Regions from separate parts of the Mus musculus genome. Here regions 1, 2 and 3 are each linked to region 4. A link is a contact called in public HiChIP or PLAC-seq data. All regions are on one chromosome and are shown on one strand. The core of a region is the stretch at or near the end of the contact, and the rest is flanking DNA. Distances in the headings are between cores, read along the strand shown.

Region 1 (2,839 bases), core at 291-2,790, 110 kb before region 4:
GACATTATGCAAAGAGCGGAGTTGCCCTCAAAACAGAGGAACTCAGAAAGCCGTCCAGCACCTTTGCTGGGCCTCAGCAGGCCCTACCTGATAAATGGCACACCTGCTGAGATTTGGGGGAACTAGATGACCTGACTGCCAGGCAGGTTCTTAGAGACAGTGATGCCTCCGGAAACTACCATCCTTCTCAGCATGGGGCGGGGTCAACAGAACTACCTTCCTTCTGAGCATGGGGCGGGGGCGGGGTCAACAGAACTACCTCCCTTCTGAGCATGGGGCGGGGGCGGGGTCAACAGAACTACCTCCCTTCTGAGCATGGGGCGGGGCGGGGTCAACAGAACTACCTCCCTTCTGAGCATGAGGTAAAGGGTCAACAGGGCATCTCAGAAACTCCGGTTTAGATCATGACCCTTTGCCAGAAGCCAGGAACATCAGCCAGCCTTTTGTGAAGGCTGCCATCCTCCGTGGAATGCACTGGCAGGACCCCAAGTCCTCTGTGCACCCACCACCTCCTCAATGCAGCTCTGCTCTGACCTAGCCTGTATCTATGCCCAGGAATCCCAAAACTATAAAAAATTAAATCTGAACATAAATGTTTGTCTGGGGGAAAAAATACATGACTTAAACACTACTTTTCCTCCCTGAACTCTGCTTTCTAACGAACGTTTAAGATTTTTATTTATTTGTATGCGCTTGGATGTTTTGCTACATGTGCACCACATGTGTAGCTAGTACCTATGGAGGCCAGAAGGGGGCGCTGGATAGTACTGATGTCTCTGGCAGAAGGCTAGTGTGAGAACAGAATACGTTGAGGTTCCTAGGGACCTGGCACACAGTAGGTGTGCAGTAAAAAGCAGTTGGTTGACTCCTTGGAGATTGGCATTTACCTTTCAGTCTACAAAAGTTACCCCCCCCCCGTATGTGTGTTTCTGTGGGGGGAGTCTGTCTGTCTGTCTCACTCTGTACGTCTCTGTGTCTCCCTGTGTGTCTATGTCTGTCTATGGGTGTATCTGTTTCTGTCTCCCTGTGTGTCTGTCTATGTGTGTATCTGTCTCTATGTGTCTGTCTCTATGTCTCTGTCTCTGTCTCTGTGCATCTGTCTGTATGTCTCTGTCTCTATGCCTCTGTCCCTATGTCTCTGTCTCTATGCCTCTGTCTCTATGTCTCTGTGCATCTTTCCTGGCCAGCCTTGACTCCCCTGGAATGTCTGCCTCTCCCTCCCCAACAGCTGTACCAATCCTCCCCACCCCAGACCCCCTGGACCTTGCCTGAGGACCCGCCCATAGGTGGCTCCAGAATTCTCAATGGAGCCAGAGCTCTGCCAGCTGGCCCACCTCTCACCTCCCTCAGCATCCAGAAGCCGTGTCCCTCCACCTCAGCCAAGGCTTCTCTGATCCCCTGCTGTCACTCCATTTTCCAAACCAATGTAGCCTCTGCTGCAGTCAGAACCTCTGGGTGGGACTACCACCACCCTCTGCCAAAAGCCAGGAGCATGTGGGCACACTCAGCCCAGCCAGCGAAGCCAGCTCCGGCACCCCAGCACGGGGGCAAAGAGCATCCTGCGATGAGTCAGTCCCCACGGTGCCTCGTGTTAGACATGTTTTACCTCTGATGAGTCCGCCATTCTTGGCACCTAAGTCGCAGCGCAGAGCAGAACAGTCGAGAGAACAGTGAATATTTTGTAAGAGCCAGAGGCTCTGAAGGCCTGGTGGGGTGATGTTGGGGAGAGAGAGAGAGAGAGAGAGAGAGAGAGAGAGAGAGAGAGAGAGAGAGAGAGAGAGAGAGAGAGAGAGAGAGCAGGAAGGGGAGAGGAGGCAGACTTGAGGGGTGTCGGTACTGTGAAGTAGGGGTCGACGTGAAGACGTGAGCTAAGGTTCCCTCCCTCATCTTCTTACCTCACCTGTCGCCTCTCTGTCTTTCCTTTCTCTTTTTCTTCCCATTTTCCCCTCTCTTCCCTGCTCCCGCCCTTCTCCCTTTATCTCTCCTCACTAACTTATTCCTGTTATCCTTTTTCTTTTCAACCTACTCTTTCAAGTGGTTTTCCTTTTGCTCTTGTTCCTTGCTGAGCACCGTGATGGGTACCAGGACCCTGGTCTGCATTCCCACCACGACAAAGCTCATCCCATCTCTCTAACCTCACAGAGGCCAGCAGAATCAAGCCCAGCCTCCTTCTGACAGATGAGGGCACCAGGCATCCAGGCAGAAACCAAGTGTTGAGCAGGTGTTAGCCTGGAGCATCTCAAGTGGAACGCGCAGTCCTATCATGTCGGAAGCACAGCCCGTGCTTCACCTTTACCGATGGCGGACCAGAGGCTCGAGGAGATGTGTCACCTGCCTAACACCACCCCACCTGTACACGGCAATAACAGGAATCAAAACTAGACGCAAGTGGCTCTCGTAGCCATGATCGATTGTGCCCCTCGATGGTGAGAAACAGCTCAGGGGTTCTCAGAGCAACTGAACCCCTGAACCATGGGGGAGAAGTGGGAAGCTTGCTGCCCCCCTCCCTCAGCAGCTACAGGCTGTATTGTTCTTGTAACTCGTCAAGAATAGCCAGTATAGGGCCTGCCCGCCTGACTCCCTGTCCTTCCTTCCTTCCTTCTCTCTTTTTTGAGACAGTCTCACCAGAAAGCAGCCCCCTTCCTTCCTTCCTTCTCTCTTTTTTGAGACAGTCTCACCAGAAAGCAGCCCCCAGACTATACTCAAACTCTGAATTCTCCAAAGTACTGGTATAAGGGGTGCGAGCCACAGTCAGACTCTCAGTGCTGTTGCTTCCCAGAGCTGACCCGAGGAGAACTCTCTCATCCCTTCTGTGGGCCTCATTTTCTCCCTCAGCCTC
Region 2 (2,983 bases), core at 249-2,748, 90 kb after region 4:
TCACATAGGGTCTCACCGGCTGTGGAAGGGAGGCAGAGTTCCCTGGGTAACACTTCTTGGAGGTCTCTGTTGCTCCTTTTCCATACCTGCCTGGCTGAGAGCAGGCCCTGGATCAATACAAGTAGAAAGAAATGAAACATAAGACAGGCTAAGCTTTGTAACACCAGTCACCCAGAGACTGCACAGTTTACTTGACTCATAGAGTGAGTGCCCTGCAGAGTGGCCCCCATTCCCTCAGGTTCCCATGGGGTTTCTTCTGAAGCAGGAAGCCTTCTCAGGGAAAATCCCACTTTTTCCTGGAGCAAAACCAGTTTTTGATTTGCCAGGCACAATAGAGCATGCCTTTAATCCCAGCACTCAGGAGCCAAAGGCAGGTGGATCTCTGTGTGCTTAAGGCCAGCCTGATCTACATAGTGAGTTCCAGGACAGCCAAGGCTACACAGAGAAACCCTGTCTTGAAGGGGGGTGGAGTAAAACAGAAACATTCTTTTGTTTGTTTGTTTGTTTCTTTTGAGACAGGGTTTCTCTGTTTAGCCCTGGCTGTCTTGGAAATCACTCTGTAGACCAGGCTGGCCTCGAACTCAGAAATCTGCCTGCCTCTGCCTTCCAAGTGCTGGGATTAAAGGTGTGTGCCACTACTGCCCAGCCAGAAACATTCTTTGATTGGACCTTCGGATACAAGTCAATTATCATGGAATCCAAAAAACAGCCCCTGGCCTCTCTGTCCCATCATTAACTGCCTCCACTTGGTCCGTTGCTGGCTAGTTAGTTTGGCTCTTTAGTCTATAAAGACGTGACCATGGTGAATTTGTGTGTCTTGTTCATTATAGCACCCCTAGCACCCGTGGCAGTTCCTAGTGCCAGGCATGGAGTAAGTACTCAATAAATATTAGTCATCTGAAATGAGCCAGCCTCTGCAGAATGCTTTTCAGGGAGCTCAGCACGCTAGGCACACAGTACACGGCACAACAGCTGCTGTTGGCGCGTGGCAATATTAATTATAGACGGCATAGAGCACACTGCATGAAATAAAATAGTATGCAGTAAAGTATTAAAATATGGAAGAGGCCACACATGGAAGGTGTGCGGAAATTAGCCCCGGCAATAACAATATAGCACTCGGAGGCTTATAAAACCCCTGGGGTTGGGACTTAGCTCAGCTGGAAGAATGCCTACCTAGCCTGCATAAAGCCCTGGCTTCCATCCCCAGCACTGCATAAAACCAGGCCTGGCGGTGCGTGCCTGTAATACAGGAACTCAGGAGACAGAAGCCGGAGGCTCATGAGGTCAAGGTTATCCACGGCTATGTGGCAAGCTGGAGGCCAGCCTGGGCTACATGAGACTTTGTCTCAAAAATAAAGTTTTACATCCTTGGGACATGCTATGTCATTTTGTTGAAATCCTTCCAAGTAGATGACAGTATCAGTGTGACCCACGTGTGACAGACAAAGGAAGGATCCTGGGTGACTTAAGATGACTCAGAGCCACACAGTGAGCCAAACAGGAAGTTGGCCCAAATCCCATGCTCTTTTCCAGCCGTCCCCAAGCTGTGGGCCCAGAAGGGTAGGGATTGTGGCCACCAAGGCCCCACAGCCAAATCTTCACTCTCTGGACATCATCCCTGTCCTCTGTCTGAGCCAGACAATGGCACAAAGGTGCCTGAATTCTTGAAGGCAACCTGGCTGGAAGCGTGTGTCTTGCTTCCTGTTTCCCTCGGATGCCAGCAGCCCATCCTTCTCTTTGATACATATACGTGGTATTCTTCTATCCCAGAGCCTTTCGGAGCCTGTCTTCTTTTTTCGTCCATCCCCCTTTCTTCCTTTTTACCAACATTTGTTTTTGTTTTTCGAGACAGGGTTTCTCTGTATAGCCCTGGCTGTCCTGGAACTCACTTTGTAGACCAGGCTGTCCTGGAACTCAGAAATCCGCCTGCCTCTGCCTCCTGAGTGCTGGGATTAAAGGCGTGCGCCACCACCGCCCGGCTCCAACATTTTTATTTTTTATTTATTTTTTTTAAGATTTATTTATTTATTTATTTATTATATGTAAGTACACTATAGCTGTCTTCAGACACTCCAGAAGAGGGAGTCAGATCTTGTTACGGATGGTTGTGAGCCACCATGTGGTTGCTGGGATTTGAACTCTGGACCTTCGGAAGAGCAGTCGGGTGCTCTTATCCATTGAGCCATCTCTCCAGCCCCCCAACATTTTTATATACATGGTGTGTGTATGTGTGTGTGTTGTCTGTGTGTGTGTTGTCTGTGTGTGTGTCCATGGAGGACAGAAGGCTTCAGCTCTTCTAAAGCCAGAGTTACAGGTGTTTGTAAGCCACCGTACAGGTGCTCAGTTCTCCTGGAAGAGCAGAAAGTGCTCTTAATCACAGAGCCATCTCTCTACCCACCCACCATAGCCATTCTGTTATTTATCTCACCAAATCTATGACCTTGAAAATGAAACGGCTATCCTGATTCCCTGCTTGTTAAATGTCTGGTCTAGTAGTTTTTCACTAAATGGGAATGCATGACTCTATTCTTCTTGTGGCGACCAGCTGGTGTCACCTTCTGTGCGAGACATTGTCTCACTCCTGTGGCCGGCTTACTACTCTTTTATCATGTGTTCTTTTGGCATTTTATTTAATAAATCATCTAGCTTTGTGTCATGCCTCCTGGGTCCAGCCATCCTACAAAAGACAAGCTCTCCTTCATCCCTGTCTCCTGGAGCGTGGTGACAGACAAGCTAAAGGCCCCTTAAACATTTATGAGCTCACTGATGAGGTAGCTTTACCGCCGTGGCTTTGATTTCGGAAGTGTGGCCAGCCGCCAAGCCAAGCAGTCTTCCCAGCCTCCAGGACACATGATTCTGGGACTCAAGGACTGTCTGATGGAATGTGACCTGATTTGTAACAGGACAGGGACTTAGTTTGTGAATTTCAGCCGTCGGCCAAGAGCCTTGTGGCAGACCGCTCTCAGTTGAATCTTTGTCT
Region 3 (2,918 bases), core at 366-2,865, 65 kb before region 4:
CAACTAAATTTAACCCAACTCTACCAGCCACTGGCCATGTGGCCTTGGCTAAGTCCCCTCCTTCTCAGAACCTGTTTCCTTATTTCCTCTTCCCCAGAGAGGGATGCTCTGGAGGTCAGTGGAAGATGCAAAGGAGCTGGGGATGTGGCTCGGTTTGTAGAGTGCATCTTGGATTCCCAGCTCCACATAAAGTGGCATGGTAATACCTGTCATCCCAGGACTCTGAAGGAGGAGGTGGAAGGGTTAAAAGTTCAATGTCATCCTTACCTACAAGAGGTTGAGGCAAACCTGGGCTTCACGAGACCTTTATCTCAAAAAGAATGGCCAGGAGACATCCAACTGAAAGCAGGAAATGAGCCAGCAGAAGAGAGATGAGAAGCTGGGGCAGATGCAATGGCACATACAAAGGGATGGCGTCAGGGATGAGTCAGGGATGCTGTCTGAAGGCTGGAAGGAAAAGCCCACGTGCAGAGTGTATAGGGAGAAGGGACAGGGGAAAGGGTCCACAGCTTGGGTCTCATCTTGAGAACAGCGGAGAGCCACTAGCTGTTTCAGAGCTGGACATGGAGCCAGGATTTCATGCTTGCACGTCATATTCTACCTCCTCAGGCCCCCGATGAAAACTCCCAGGACAACTGACCTAAGGTTTTATTGGATATATATATATATAGTTTTGTTTTTGTTATTTTTGTTTTTTTGTTTTTTGAGTCAAGGTTTCTCTTTGTAGCCCTGGCTGTCCTGGAACTCTCTCTGTAGACCAGGCTGGCCTTGAACTCAGAAATTCTCCTGCCTCTGCCTCCAGAGTGCTGGGATTAAAGGCGTGTGCCACCACTGCCCGGCTTAATATTTATTCTATGTGTGGATGTTTTGCCTCTGTGTGTATGTGTGTGTGTGTGTGTGTGTGTGTGTGTGTGTGTGTGTGTGTGTGTGTGTGTGTGTGTGTGTAAGTGTGTGTGTGTGTGTGTGTAAGTGTGTGTGTGTGTGTGTGTGTGTGTGTAAGTGTGTGTGCGCGCGCGCACGCGCGCGCTCGCGCAGTGTCTACTGGAAATGCTGGATCTCCTGGAACAGTAGTTACAGCTGGTTGTGAGGTGACATGTAGGTTCTGGGAACTGAACCTGGGTCCTCTGCACAAGCGCTCTTAGAAGTTGAGCCATTGCTCCAGGCCCTTGGCCTAGGGCTTTTAAGAGAGCTCACAGTCTCCTCTGTAGAGAGGGGAGGAGCCTTGGGATGGAGATCAGCAACAGAGTCCTTGAGGGCGCTGTACCTGCAGCCTGGTAGGACATGGTGGTGGTAGTGGAGGTTATTAGGGTGGGAACATTTCAGGGTGAATGGGGTGGGATGGGGCTAGCAATTGCACGAGTATAGAAAGTCAGGGAGCAGGAAGTGTCGCACAGTCACTGGAGAGAACCCACTTTGGCAGATCTCAGATCAGCCACGATCCTGACCGTTACCCTTTTCTGGCTGCTGCTGGGGCTGCCGCCTCTCCACCACGGCCACACCCACTAAGTGCACAGAGTGAGCTCACAGACAAAGTTATTCCTGCACCTTGTCTGGCTCTTTAAGGCCACAGATTGCCCAGAAAAAGGACCGCAGAGCTGACCAATCAGAACACCAAATCCCCTCAAGCAGCAGGGATTGGCTCTAACGTGAGCACCTGACCCAAGCTGAGCCAATACAGGTGGACACCTGGGGGCTTCCCTTGAAACTTGAACAAAAGCTTCAGGAAAGAGGACCTGCATGGAGAACAAGGCCGGCCTGAGGGCATGGTTCAAGCACCTGGATCCAGCCATGCCTAAAATCAGTTTCATGGATCAACAAATCCCTCTTTTTGCCTAAGCCCATCTTAAGCGCACACTTGGTGGTTGGGTCCAACTGCGTCCTGCCCTACTTAAGTCACTGTACTCAGTCTTGACACTCTACGATGGTGTGTGTGAGGTTCTCATCTGACCCTCCACTCTACCGGTGAAGCTAGCTGAGGGATCTCTTTTGGGGTTTTTTTGGGGGGGGGGCATTGTTTGTCTGGTTTTTTGAGACAAGGTTTCTCTGTGTAGCCATGGCTGTCCTAGAACTCATTCTATAAACCAGTCTGGTCTCAAACTCAAGATTTCTACCTACCTCTGCCTCCCAACTGCTGGTATTAAAGGCATGTGCCACCACTGCCTGGCTAAGGATCTCTTTCTTTTCTACCGCTTAATCAAAAGGATTCCATAGTGACGTGCACTTACCGGAAACTACATCTTTCGCTATCCTTTCTTGTGGAGCAACAGTAGATGCCTGCCTGCAGCTCCATGGTTTTGAGTCTCCCTTGGGCCAGTACAGCTTTCCTCCAAACTCCCACAGTCAGCTCTGCCTTCTGGGTAGTTCTCCCTCTTCCCTGGTGTCCAAACATTCCATGCCGTCTGGATTGGAAAGATGGCTCTGTCAGTCCAATTTGTACTCCTCAAGGACCCAAGTTCAGTCCCCAGACCTCACAGTTTAAAAAACTGGGCACAATGGTATACAGTCTTCAAATCCCAAGGAAGAGGAAGTGGAGACAGGGACTCCATGGCCAGCCAGAGTAGCCAAATAGGCTACCCCCCCCACAAAAAAACAAACAAACAAACAAAAAAAAACAAAACTCTAGGTCCCAGGGAGAGACTCTGCCTCAAAAAACATGGTGGATCGCCCCTGAGGAATGATGCCCCAAACTGACCTCTGGGTTATACATATATACAAGAGCACACACACACACGTCTGCTCACATAAACATGCATGTGCATGTTAAATGCTTGAAATTGTTAATACTGTGAGAGTTCAAGGCCAGCCAGTTCTGTATAGCTAATTCCCAAACAGACAGATATACAGAGAGGATGGGGTTGTCTATTTGTAGGTCCCAGAATCCCCTGGTAAAGGAACCTTTGTCCATGGCAGACAGGAGG
Region 4 (2,745 bases), core at 15-2,514:
GGTGGTTTTGCCTGCATGCATGTCTGTGTATCACATACATGCCTGGTACCCAATAGAGGCCAAAAGATCACCTGGGACTGGAGACAAAAATAAAACAGAGACGGAAATGTGCCGTCTGAGCTGTTAAGTGCAACCCTCAAATGAGAATGTAGTTTTAAAGTAACTATAATATACAAAGAAATGACTGTAGAAACCTGGAGCGGAGCGGTTAAATAGATGAGCCTTTAAGTTCTCTGTTCTCCAAATGAGCCTCTAAGTTTGCTGTTCTTCACGTTGGAATCACCCCTGCCTTACATATCTTCACATCCTCCATCTCCGACCCAAGTATCACCTTGTTTAAAATGGCGACGCCCCCCTGTCAATGGCCATAATCTAGAATCACTTGGAAAGAGTGTCTCAACAAGGAACTGTCTATATTGAGTCAGCCTGTGTAGGCATAGCTGTTTAGACACTGTCCTGATAGCTCTAACTGAAGGGGGGAAACTCGCTGTTGTGTTGTGACTGACACCATTCTCTAGGTCTGGGCTCTGGACTGTTTAATAGTTGTTTCTCTCGACTCAGACGTGATTTGCAGCTGACTCAAGTTCCTGGCCTGGACTTCCCCGCGATGATGAATGGTAACCTGAAACTACAAACGAAATAACCCTTCTCCCTCTCCTAAGCTGCTTTCTGTCAGATATTTTACTATAGCAAAAGGAACGGAACTCTCCGTTTCCCTATCTTTCCGCTTTTCTCTGCCCTACTCCAACCCGATTCTCGCCCTATCACACGATCCAATTACGTGTAGGCGTGTGGTTGACCTAGAATGCACTGTGCACCAGGACAATGGCCTGTTTTTCTCACTACCTGGTGCCCAGCAGGTTTTCGAGAAACAGTTTTACAGCACTGCAATAACGTCCAGTGACACTGAGGGTCACTGGGGGGGGGCAGCCTCGCTGCAGCAGGTGCCCGGGATCCCCTCTGGCTGCGCGTCGTCTGGGGCCCTGTGGCTCCCCGGTGCGCCCCGGCGCGAGCTGCCAGTGAGACCGGGCTGCCCACCCCACCCCCCGCACTGACCTTGAGTTCCTGCGCGACCTGGGCCTTCTGCCGGTATATGGAGTACAGTACGGCGGTGACCATCGAACTGGTGCCCAGCAGGATGACCTGGCCGAGCGACGGTCGCGAACCGCTCTCCATGGCGACCCCAAGCCGCACCAGCCGCCTCGAAATCACCTGCGACCCCTACGCAGCCGCGCAGCCCTTCCCGGAACCCGTCGCCCGTCGATGACGTAAAAACCGGAAGTGGAGGACGGGGGTGGAGCAAAGACGTTGCCTAGGTGGTTGCGACGTTACTGCGGCCTCCTGGGAAACCGGTGGGGCTGGCTGTGGTCACGTGGGAGCTCTCCCTCCGGGTTTCTAGACGTTCTTGCTCCGTTATTGTTAAATGACATCTAATTTATCCTATGAGAGCGTGCCTTGGTGCACCTATAGAGGGCAGGACTCGATCTGAGCGTCCCGGTTTCTCCTACTTTATGGGTCCTTGGGATGGAACTCAAGTTCTTAGCCATGGTGGCAAAGCACCTTTACTCACTGGTCTGTTTCTCCAGCCCTTGCTGGATTATTTGATGTCGCCGCCGTCAGATGGGGAGCTGAGTAAAACGCGTGTTCAGCACCAAGAAGTGTTAGGCTTTAAGCTATCGGAGAACCTTGAAACCTGGCTTTTAAAGATGAAGAAACTAGCCCGGCGTGGTGACGCACACCTTTAATCCCAGCACTTGGGAGGCAGAGGCAGGCGGATTTCTGAGTTCGAGGCCAGCCTGGTCTACAAAGTAAGTTCCAGGACAATACAGAGAAACCCTGTCTCGAAAAACCAAAAAAGAAGAAGAAGGAGGAAGAGGAAGAAGAAGAAGAGAAGAAAGAAGAAGAAAAAAGAAACTGGGGCCAGAGGGGATGGAGAACATGGTCGGAGCCATACTGCAAAGGAGAGCTGGAGAAAAATTAGTCCAGCTTCAAAGCCCTCAACCACTACACCAGTTGAATTGATTCTACACCAGTTGAATCGCGAAAATAGCTCTTAATCTACTGCCACGCCACCCCCAAAACAGCATACTGCTTATTTAATAATAACAGCAAATATTTTTATTGAGTGACTATTATATGCCTTGTACTGTAGTTCGTATTTCTTAGGCCTGGCCTGTGTTTCACTCCACTATCTAGGGACCAAACCCAGGGTTTCAAGTGTTCTTCCACTTAGCTCCGTCCCAGTCACTCCAGACCAGCATTTGATGCATTCAACCACTGCCACAGTAGAGTTTCAGGAGAGGAAACTGAGGCTTCGGTTAAGAAATACACACAGTCCAGCACTCAGGAAGCAGAGGAAGGCAGACCTCTGAGTTCAAGGCCAGCCTGGTCTACAGAACGAGTTCTAGTACAGTTGGGACTACACAGAGAAGCCTTGTCTCAAAAAAACAAGTGGTGGGGAGAATATAAATACACTCAGACCTTTAACTAAAAATGATAATGGGCTTCAACCCAGGTGACCTTTGGAGAACTCGTCCAACTCCTCTCAGACATCAGAGTCGCCGCAAGTCTTAGCCAGCACATCTGCCTGCAAAGCCTGGGTTCTCCTTGCAGTGTCCTATAGGTTATCCTTTAAATTCCTCAAAATAGACCTAATGATATTCATTGGAGTGCTTTTTAAATAACAAAAGAATAAAAATGATCTAATTCCAATAGTCAGTTGGTTGAATAAAATTTGAAACGTTT

Evidence for each region. HiChIP or PLAC-seq counts read pairs in DNA pulled down with a chosen protein or histone mark.
Region 1: a contact with region 4 is called in an HNF4G HiChIP or PLAC-seq map of pancreatic cancer cells. The contact joins the enhancer-like site here to the promoter of Mul1 in region 4. A contact is called at or near these places in 8 of 39 promoter capture datasets (the C10 cell line, HPC-7-derived erythroid cells, embryonic stem cells and 3 more), 1 of 15 datasets of contacts at CTCF or cohesin (embryonic stem cells), 76 of 484 Hi-C or Micro-C datasets (the 3T3-L1 cell line, 3T3-L1-derived adipocytes, the 63-12 cell line and 44 more), 27 of 115 datasets of contacts at active chromatin or transcription factors (CD8 T cells, acute myeloid leukemia, bone marrow-derived macrophages and 13 more) and 3 of 9 other capture datasets (adipose tissue, embryonic stem cells and liver).
Region 2: an HNF4G HiChIP or PLAC-seq map of pancreatic cancer cells shows a contact between it and region 4. The contact joins the enhancer-like site here to the promoter of Mul1 in region 4. A contact is called at or near these places in 3 of 39 promoter capture datasets (embryonic stem cells and frontonasal cranial neural crest), 22 of 484 Hi-C or Micro-C datasets (3T3-L1-derived adipocytes, the AML12 cell line, the AtT-20 cell line and 17 more), 6 of 115 datasets of contacts at active chromatin or transcription factors (bone marrow-derived macrophages, embryonic forebrain, embryonic stem cells and 2 more) and 3 of 9 other capture datasets (adipose tissue, liver and pancreatic islet).
Region 3: a contact with region 4 is called in an H3K27ac HiChIP or PLAC-seq map of embryonic stem cells, with 6 read pairs. The contact joins the enhancer-like site here to the promoter of Mul1 in region 4. A contact is called at or near these places in 8 of 39 promoter capture datasets (the 3T3-L1 cell line, the C10 cell line, cranial neural crest and 5 more), 2 of 15 datasets of contacts at CTCF or cohesin (both in embryonic stem cells), 31 of 484 Hi-C or Micro-C datasets (the HL-1 cell line, the N1E-115 cell line, Sertoli cells and 7 more), 8 of 115 datasets of contacts at active chromatin or transcription factors (embryonic stem cells, epiblast stem cells and fibro-adipogenic progenitors) and 1 of 9 other capture datasets (pancreatic islet).

The regions. Positions count from the first base shown.
Region 1 is chr4:138,545,157-138,547,995 of GRCm38.p6, reverse strand. No RefSeq gene overlaps it. Among named protein-coding and RNA genes, the nearest start is that of Gm32549, 50 kb to the right of the region's middle. Within about 2 kb of position 1,540, at least 10 of the 459 cell types and tissues checked have an H3K27ac peak or open chromatin away from gene starts, as enhancers often do. A contact at or near this core is called in pancreatic cancer cells, where this site is marked.
Region 2 is chr4:138,343,571-138,346,553 of GRCm38.p6, reverse strand. The region is part of intron 2 of Cda (cytidine deaminase); the gene reads left to right. Among named protein-coding and RNA genes, the nearest start is that of Pink1, 19 kb to the right of the region's middle. Within about 2 kb of position 1,498, at least 73 of the 459 cell types and tissues checked have an H3K27ac peak or open chromatin away from gene starts, as enhancers often do. A contact at or near this core is called in the NIH/3T3 cell line, adipose tissue, bone marrow-derived macrophages and 3 more, where this site is marked.
Region 3 is chr4:138,498,733-138,501,650 of GRCm38.p6, reverse strand. Gm32549 (a long non-coding RNA gene) reads right to left here. Exons shown (of 4, transcript XR_390857.3): 3 at 2,226-2,399. Among named protein-coding and RNA genes, the nearest start is that of Gm32549, 3.7 kb to the right of the region's middle. Within about 2 kb of position 1,615, at least 7 of the 459 cell types and tissues checked have an H3K27ac peak or open chromatin away from gene starts, as enhancers often do. A contact at or near this core is called in embryonic stem cells, where this site is marked.
Region 4 is chr4:138,433,191-138,435,935 of GRCm38.p6, reverse strand. It overlaps Mul1 (mitochondrial ubiquitin ligase activator of NFKB 1), which reads right to left and starts at 1,264. Exons shown (of 4, transcript NM_026689.3): 1 at 1,057-1,264. The coding sequence starts at 1,176.